Linked DNA regions of Sus scrofa: region 1 is linked to region 2. A link is a contact called in public Hi-C data. All regions are on one chromosome and are shown on one strand. The core of a region is the stretch at or near the end of the contact, and the rest is flanking DNA. Distances in the headings are between cores, read along the strand shown. Region 1 holds the start of TRABD (traB domain-containing protein). Region 2 holds the start of DENND6B (protein DENND6B).

Region 1 (4,421 bases), core at 1,749-4,248, 120 kb before region 2:
GGGAAGGACTCCAACGCAATAACCATGCCCCCTCCAGGCCTCCAGCCCCCTGGCTCGGCCGGCGTCCACCAGGCTTCCATGGGGGCCCAGGGCCGGTGATGGGCGGGGCTGTCCCTATTACCTCAGCCACGGCGACGACGTGACAGTATTACCAAGGTAGCACCGAGCATATCAATAAATATTATTCTGATACCCCTGCGTCCCGAGTGGTCCATCCTGCACGGCGTGGGGTGCTGGGGACCGGCAGGGCCTGGGAGGCGGCCCCGCCCTCCGGTCATCCCCAGCCGGGCAAGAGCACATTGTCGCTCGGAACGGGCGTGTCCGGCATCCCGGGCTGCCAGGGGGCTGCAGTGGGCCTCTCAGGAAGCCGTCCGCCGTCTAAGGCCTGGGGGCGGGAGCGCCCAGGTCCATGGGGGGCAGCAAGATCAGGCGGGACTCGGGAGGGTTGCCCAGGAGAGGCGCCCTTGATGCCGTCTGGCGGTGCTCGTGCCACTGGGATGGAGGGCAGGGCGCCTGCCTCACCAGGCCCAGGACGCAGGCGGGGCTGAGGCTGGTCCCAGGGCTTCACCAAGGAGTCACACACCTGCAGGTCGTGGCGGGGGACCCCGAGAGTCTGAACAGAGGCTCCTGGGAGGCAGGTGGCTGGGGCGGGTGGGGTGCAGGCCTCAATGGCGGGTGCTTTGCAGGAATCAGAGCGTGACCTCCTGACCGGCATGGCCTCCTCCAAGCCCCTCCGCAGGCCTCCGTGGAGCAACCCGGCTCGATGGGCTGGGCTTCCCGAGAATGGGGACAATCCATCGATCTGTGTTTTGGGTGTCTTTTTTTTTTTTAATTTTTTTAGGGTCACACCTGTGTCATATGGAGGTTCCCAGACTAGGGGTCGAGTCGGAGCTGCAGCTGCCAGCCTACACCACAGCCACAACATGGGATCCTTAACCCACTGAGCGAGGCTAAGGATCGAACCCACGTCCTCATGGATACTCGTCTGATTCATTACCACTGAGCCACAATGGGGACTCACCGATGTGGTTTTTTTTCTCATCACTCGGGCGTGGTGAGGCCGCGAGAGCAGAGAGGAGGGGGCTCGCCCCACCTAGGGCCTCACGGGGAGGCGCCCCAGGCAGTCACCGGGCCAGGAGAGGGAACCCCTGGTTTCTGCAGGGTGAGCAGCTACAGGACTGGCCTGCGTGCTTGACCTCGGTGAGCTCAGGGCAGGGGCGTGGCCCTAGTTGTCAGGCGCCTGGCCTGGGTCAGAAGGACTTGGAGAAGGAGCCCCCAAGGACACAGTACCCAGGGGTGGGGGGGCGGTCAGGGGCTCTGGACGAGAGCCCTCTTGGTCCCATGCAAGCAAGCAGCTCCGTTATGCCGGCGAGCCGGGCACCGGGGCCAAGATGACCCTGCTGGCAGGGTGACAGTACCCACCCAGGGACCCGTCTTGCTGGCCTCAGGCAGCAGCATTTGCCAGGTCCCCCTGCCATACCCTAAGTGGGGCTGGAGTCCAGCCCGGCCGTCCCACCCTGACCCGGGCACATGCTGTGGTTCTGCCCAGAGTAGAGATGACCCTGAGCCATGTAGGGACGAGGCTCCACCCTGTGCGGTGAGGCCTCAAGGCCATGGGAGTTCCACAGGCACAGGTCCAGGCAACGCTGGGCACAGCAGCCACAGCGCGCCCCCCCACCCCCCGTGTCTTCACTGAGACTGCTCTGCTCAGCCCTGTCCCCTGAGCCAAGGCCTGGCAGGACATTTCAGACCCAGTCTCATCCAGAGGCCTGCTCCTTGGAGCAAACACGTGGCCTCTGGGGTGTGAACTGGCCCGTGGCCTTGGCTTGCTGGGAAAGAAGGGGCCGAGTCAGTGTCCCACAGACGCATCCATCTCCCCGCAGGTGCCATGGGACGTTCCTTTGACACCCCCCCCCCAATCTGCTTGCTCCTTCCCTGCACCTTTCCCAAGAGGAGGGGCTCCCAGAGAACTGGGACCCCACCCGTCAGCTGAGGCTGCAATCCAGGCTTCTGGTCCTCACACAAGCCCCACCTGGGCTTCTCAACCCGTCTGTCGCTAGGTCCCTGGCAATCGCGCACAGCCGCTCTCCTGTGTGAATGGCCAAGGAGGGCAGGAGGGCAGAATCGACCTGAGCTGGCACACAGGAACTGGACAGAGGCCTGGGCCAAGGGCCTGGCTGCTCGACTTCAGCCCAAAGCCGTTTAGATAACAGATCACAGCCCAGCCTGTGGGCGGGAGCGGGAGCCCGCCCCGCACAAGTGAACGGGGGCGGGGGCCTCTATGGCCCACGGCAGCCCGCCCGCAGGAGGGCCACCGCCAGACTGAGAACCCGCCCAGGACCTGCACGGGTCACCAGGTCTGGGCCAGACGCCCCCTTCCTGGAACCAGCTCTGACCGCAGGTGGGCTGACCTCAAAGGCCAAACCAGGCACCGGCTGGACAGGCTGTCCTGAGGGCCCCCACCTCCCACCAACCGCGGACCCTGCCCCTTCCCCGGCCCCCTCTCCCCCGGCCGCCCCCGCCCACGTCTCCCCGGGCCCCAGCCGCCAGGCCAAGGGGTGCTCGAGGTGGCCACATGGTCGCCGTTGGGGACCCGAACGCTGCTCCTCGCTGGCACCATCACCGCTTTTTTGAGTAGTTTTGACGGTTCTGTATCAGAGCAGGCAAAGCCACCCCGAGGACGCTTTTTTTTACTAACTGGGGGCTGCGGCCAGAGAATTTTAGGGCGCGTCTCAACTCGGGTGGCAGACCTGAGACTCGAACCTGTGCCGCGTAACCGACACAGGAGTCCTCGGATCAAGGCGCCGGGGGCGGGGCGGGGAGGGGCGGGGCTTCTAGCGCGCGGCCTCCTGGGAAGTGAAGTCCGCGGCCGCTCGCGCGCTGCCCCGCGGGAACCGTAGTCCGCCGGCTCGGGCCAGGCGCGCGGCAAGAGCAGACAGACAGCGCGCGGGACTACGCTTCCCGGCATGCCGCGCGCCGCCCGGCCCCCCCCGGCCCGGGCCTGTCCGGCCGCCCCGCCCCGCGGCCCCGGTCCGCCCCGTCCGGTGGGGCGACGAGCCGCATGGAGGCCGGCTGAGGAGCGCCGCCCTGCTTCGGTACGCCGCGCGGCACGGTCCTGGGGCGGGGGGCGGCGCGCGGGGGCCCCGGTGGGTCGGGGTCAGGTCGCGGTCGAGGTCGGGAGACCAGCCAGCCCCCAGCGTAGGGTCTCGGGCCAGGAGGGTCAGCCCCGGCCTCCGAGGGGTGCGCGCGGGGTGGGCGGTCGACGGCAAGGGTCGAGAGGGCTCAAGGGCTCGAGTGGCGCACGCGGGGGGCGGGGCCGCGGGGCGGGGACCCGGGCCGGTGTCGGTCGGAGTCGGGGGCCGGGGGCGGAGTCGGTCGGAGTCGGGGGCCGGGGGCGGGGTCTGGCCTGAGCCGCGGCGGGGGGGCGGTGGAGGGTCCACACCTCCCCAGGCGGCGGCTGCAGGGTCTCGGTGGAGACCCTGGGCGCTTCCTGCCCTACGTGCTGGAGGCCTCTGCCCTTCAAGCCGAGCAAGCACGGCTGCCATATGGGCAAAGTAGACCAAACTTCCAAGGCCTGTAGGTCTTTGCCTGCCTTGTTTCTGTGAAGTAGCGTTATTGAGACACAACTTAAACGTGCCACAAAGTACCACAAAGTTCACCTATGCGTCTTTGCGAAACTATCCCGAGAAAGGAAGCGAAGGCACATGGAAAACGAGGAACTGGCCCAGAAGTCCTCGGCTGACTTTGGGCGTCAGGACAGCCTCTTCGGGAGACTGGGTGGTTTCCAGGTGGAATCCTCCTGGCTTTCGGGGTCCCCTGGAGAGGAAGCCGTCCAGGCTGCCCCCTTAGCACGCTCCGGTGCGGGCTCCTCTGACCCTGGGCCTCTGTTGCTTTTGCTGCTGATGCCCCCTCATTGTGTAACTAGGAGGGAGCCCCGGCCTTGGGGCCAGCGGTCAGCCTTGCAGGACGGCGGTGATGCTGCGGTGTCTGAGGCTGCTGGGCAAAACTGCCAAGAGGGGGCCGGGCATGGTGGACAGACAGGCCCCTACACAGTGCCCTGCGGTGGAGGTCAGTGTCGGGACCTAGCATTGGGCCGTGTCCAGGTTCCAGGGGGTCAGCCAGGTGTGCTGGACGAGGAGCCATTTAGGCGTCCAGCTCAGATGTGAATTGGCATGTGCCCTCCGCCCCAGTCCCGACCTTTGCCACACCTCCATAGAGCAGGGCCTGCCAGACCCAGGAGGGTCTCCAGTGGCCAAGGTGCCCAGGCTTCAGAAGTGGGGGTGTAGGGGGTAAGGGTCCTGGGCCACACGCTGCTGCCTCCCGGTTAGTCATTTCTCTCATGGCCCGCTAGTCCGGCCGGTCTGGGACCCTTGGCTTTCTGGGCAGGCCTTGGGGGTTGCTCTTGGCCAGCAGTGAGAAGC
Region 2 (4,147 bases), core at 854-3,353:
CTTGAAGAGTTAAGTTCTAGAAAATCAGAGGGACCCAGTAGACGCTCTCATGATGTAATTAAGTCTGCACGTGGGCTCTGGGACGCTGGGCGGATCGCCCCTCTGTCTGTACTCCGGTCCCTCTGCCAAGTCGGGGGGTCAGGTGCGGTGGAACGGGGTCTCCGCGGAGAGCCGGGCACACTGTCAGCCCTTCTGCCGATGAGCCTCAAGAGCTCAGCAAGGCCTTGGACACACCCCCTTGTCGGCCCTGGTGTTGGCTTCCTGACAGTGGATCTCGGCCGACTGCAGTCACAGGATGCACCCCTCCTGGGTTCTCGGAAAGGTCCTGACATCACGGTGACGTCTACCTCCAGCCTCCCACACGGGGCGGCTCCACGGTCCAGGTCACGGCCTTTGGGGCGTGGAGGCCATCCCCACAGGCCTTCAGAAGGCCTCCTTCTGAGTCAGCCACATTCTCAGCTACACCCGGGTGGGGAGGGGTGGGGAAGAGCCTCCCCCGCCCAGCATTCCTTTATTTACATAGTTATTATTTTTATTATTTTTTCTTTTTAAGGCCAAGCCTGCGGCATATGGAAGTTCCCAGGTTTGGGTTCAAATTGGAGCTGCAGCTGCAGGCCTACACCACAGTCACAGCAATGCTGGGTCCTTAACCCACTGAGCAAGGCCAGGAATTGAACCCGTGTCCTCATGGATACTAGTCAGGTTAGTAACCTACTGATCCACCACAGTAACTCCTTTCTTTTTTTTAAACTGAAGTATGGTTGATCCACAGTGAGTCAGCTTCAGGTACACATCACGGTGATGCAGCCACAGACATACACAGATACGTGCTCTTTTTTAGGTTCTTTTCTATTACCGATTATTACAAAATATTGAGGCTCGCTCGCTGCGCTCTAGAGTAGATCCTTGTTGGTTACTGACTTTATGTGTAATAGCATGTGTATGCTAATCCCAACCTCCTAACTGATCCCTCCGATTTCCTCTTTGGTAACTGTAAGTTTGTTATCTAAGTCTGTAGATCTGTTTCTGTCTTGTAAACCAGTTCATTTGTATCATTTTATTTAAGATTCTACATATGAGCGATATCATATGGTATCTGTCTTTCTCTGACTTAGTTCACTTAGTATGATAATCTCCAAGTCTATCCACGTTGCTGCAAATGCCATTATTGCATTCTTTCTTTGGGGTGAGTAGTATTCCACAGTGTCTGTACATAGTTAGAGCCTTGCAGGCGTGGGAACCGTTCAGGCCGGGTGAGCGGGAGGCAGCCAGTGAGGAGAAAGATCACCACCGTGGCTGCAATGTGACCCGCAAGGGGTCTGGATCTGTTTCTCAGTTAACGAGGAGGTGTGCAAAGATCGTAAGCAGGAGAGCCACAAAGACCGGACTTTGGAGGACAGCAGCAAAGCTAACGGATCCGAGATCCCGTCTGCAGCCGGAGCTGTACGCCTTGTTCACAGATGAGGGGTGGAGGAGGGGAGGAGTCAAGGTCGTCCCCTGGGATTCCGGCTGGAGGAACTGAGGGGAGAAGGTATCACGGTGCGGGGAAGGGGGCGGGAGGGGAGATTCGCATTGCAGGTAAAATCAAGAGTGCCCCTCTGCTTATCCGAAGCGCAGAGCTCCCCTTTCCTCCCTCCCAACCGCAGGTCCTAGCAACTTGCCTTTCTCTCCTTTGCTCGGGGGCGCACCTTCCAGGAGGTGACAGCTACCGGGTTTCGGAGGAAGAGGCCACCTGAGAGCGGTCTGCCCGAGGGCACCTCCCCCGCAGAGGGATCCCAGGCGGCCCCCGGGCAAGGCCAGAGCCACACCCGCCCTCCCGGCCCCGCCCGCGGCCCCCGCCCCCCCTCACCTCCAGGGCCTGGCCCAGCTCCAGGTCGAAGGTGACCACGCACACGCACTCCAGCCAGGCCGAGAAGCGCGCCCAGGGGGCCCCCGGAGCCCGTGCCCCGGAGCACGGCGCGCCGAGGCGGCCGCGAGCCCGGTGGGGCTCGGCGCCGGAGCCAGCATCCATGGCTGCGGCTGCTCCGAACGGCCGCGCGTTGCCGGGGAAACGGCCGCGACGGGGGCGCCTAGCCGCGTCGGGAGAGAGCGGCGGAGCAGTCGAGCGGCGGCTGCGGACCAGAGCGGCCCGGCCGCCGCCTCGCACCCCCTGGCGGCCGGAGGAGCGCCGTGCAGCGGAGCTGCGCCGAGCCCACCAACGAGAAGGGCCCGCGGGGGCCAGAGCGGCCTCGAGGCTGGAGGAGGGAGGTGCGCGGGCGTGCGAGGCTGGCGGGTGGCGGGTCCGGCTGCGGGCGCGGCCTCCGCGGCCGCCGCGGGGACCGGCGGGTGGAGGCTGGCGGGCTCCCGCCCAGGCCGGCTTTCCTGACCGGATTTCGTCGTTACCTTGTTCCCGTTCCCACCAGGCTCACACGCTGTTTCTCGCGATTCCGAGGGTCCCTCGAGTTTTCTGCTAGGGTCGCCTCCTGGTGTGGGGTCCTGCAGAGGGCTGAGGCTTCCTGGGGCGCTGGGGCGTTGGTTTCCGCGGGCCTGGTAGGCCGTGCGTGCGGCCCCTTCCGAGCTCGTCTTGGGTCCAGTGCTCTACCCAGCATTTCTGGGCCCTTTTGTTAGGCCTTGACCGTGGTCCCAGACCTGTCAGTCCAGACACTGCATAGGTAGGACACATACTGCTTTCCTTTTCTTTTTTTAATTTTGAAAAGGGCCCCACTCCAAGACTAGTCAGGCTAGGCTAGGTTGGGGTAACAACCCCCCTAGAGGAAAACATAGGCCAAACACTCTCTGACATCAAGGACAGCAGCATCTTCTCAGATCCACCTCTTAGAATATTGACAATAAAAACAAAAATAAACAAACGGGACCTAATCAAACTGAAAAGTTTCTGCACAGCAAAGGAAACCCTAAACAAAACAAAAAGACAACCCACAGAATGGGAGAACATCTTTGCAAGTGAATCAACTGACAAGGGATTCATCTCCAAAATTCATAAACACCTTCTGCAGCTCCATACCAAAAAAACAAACAACCCCATCAAAAAATGGGCAGACGATCTAAACAGACGGTTCTCCAAAGAAGACATACGGATGGCCAGGAACCACATGAAAAGATGTTCAGCGTCACTCATTAGTAGAGAAATGCACATCAAAACCACTGTGAGGTACCCCCTTACACCAGCCAGAATGGCCATCATCCAAAGGTCTGCAAACAATAAGCGCTGGAGAGGGAGGGGAGAAAAAGGAACCCCGGACACTGTTGGTGGGATTGTAAACTGGTGCAACCACTGTGGAGAGCAGTATGGAGATTCCTCAGAAAACTAAACATAGAACGACCATTGGATCCAGCAATCCCACTCCCGGGCATCTATCCAGAGAAAACCACGACTCGCAAAGACACATGTACTCCAATGTTCATTGCAGCACTGTTTCCAATAGCCAAGACATGGAAACCACCTAAATGTCCATCGACAGAGGAGTGGATCCAGAAGAGGTGGTACATAGACACCATGGAATATGACTCAGCCATTAAAAGGAAAGAAATAATGGCATTTGTGGCAGCATGGATGGACCTAGAAACTATCATGCTAAGTGAAGTCAGTCAGACAATGAGACACCAACATCCAATGCTTTCACTGACATGTGGAATCTGAAAAAAGGACACAATGAACTTCTTTGCAGAACAGATACCGACTCACAGACTTTGAAAAACTTATGGTTTCCAGAGGAGACAGTTTGGGGGGGTAGGAGGATGTGCTGGGGTTGTGGGTTGGACATCCTATAAAATTGGATTGTGATGATCATTGTATAACTATAAATGTGATAAATTCATTGAGTAAAAAAAAAAAAGTTTTCAGCAGCTTTTCCACTGCATGGACTGGTGTGAGAGTCAGGAGGTTCTCCTTGACCAGCTGTACCGACGGCCTCCCGGGTCATGGGCAGTGGAAGAGGCATTGACGGAGGCCAACTAGTTGTGAGTAACCTTGGCCTGCAAGTGACGTACGCCAGCCTGCAGTCCATGGGACAAAACCAGTCAGAGAAGGCAGTGCGACTGAGGAGTCAGAGAAACTGGTAGATGCCACAGTGCTGGCTTTGGAGGAAGGGACTGTGAGCCAAGGAAGGCAGGCAGCGTCCAGGACCTGGGACAGGCGGGGACACAG

The links. A called contact is a pair of places that touch in the nucleus more often than the background predicts.
Region 1: a contact with region 2 is called in a Hi-C map of liver, with 4 times the contacts expected there. The contact joins the promoter of TRABD here to the promoter of DENND6B in region 2. A contact is called at or near these places in 1 of 5 promoter capture datasets (fetal liver), 12 of 47 Hi-C or Micro-C datasets (blood, embryonic fibroblasts, fetal heart ventricle and 7 more) and 2 of 2 datasets of contacts at active chromatin or transcription factors (alveolar macrophages and skeletal muscle).

What each region holds. Positions count from the first base shown.
Region 1 is chr5:493,151-497,571 of Sscrofa11.1, reverse strand. TRABD (traB domain-containing protein) reads left to right here and starts at 2,998. Exons shown (of 10, transcript XM_021091341.1): 1 at 2,998-3,095. It overlaps PANX2 (pannexin-2), which reads left to right. Exons shown (of 3, transcript XM_003126779.4): 3 at 1-192.
Region 2 is chr5:374,512-378,658 of Sscrofa11.1, reverse strand. It overlaps DENND6B (protein DENND6B), which reads right to left and starts at 2,103. Exons shown (of 20, transcript XM_021091320.1): 1 at 1,850-2,103. The coding sequence starts at 2,011.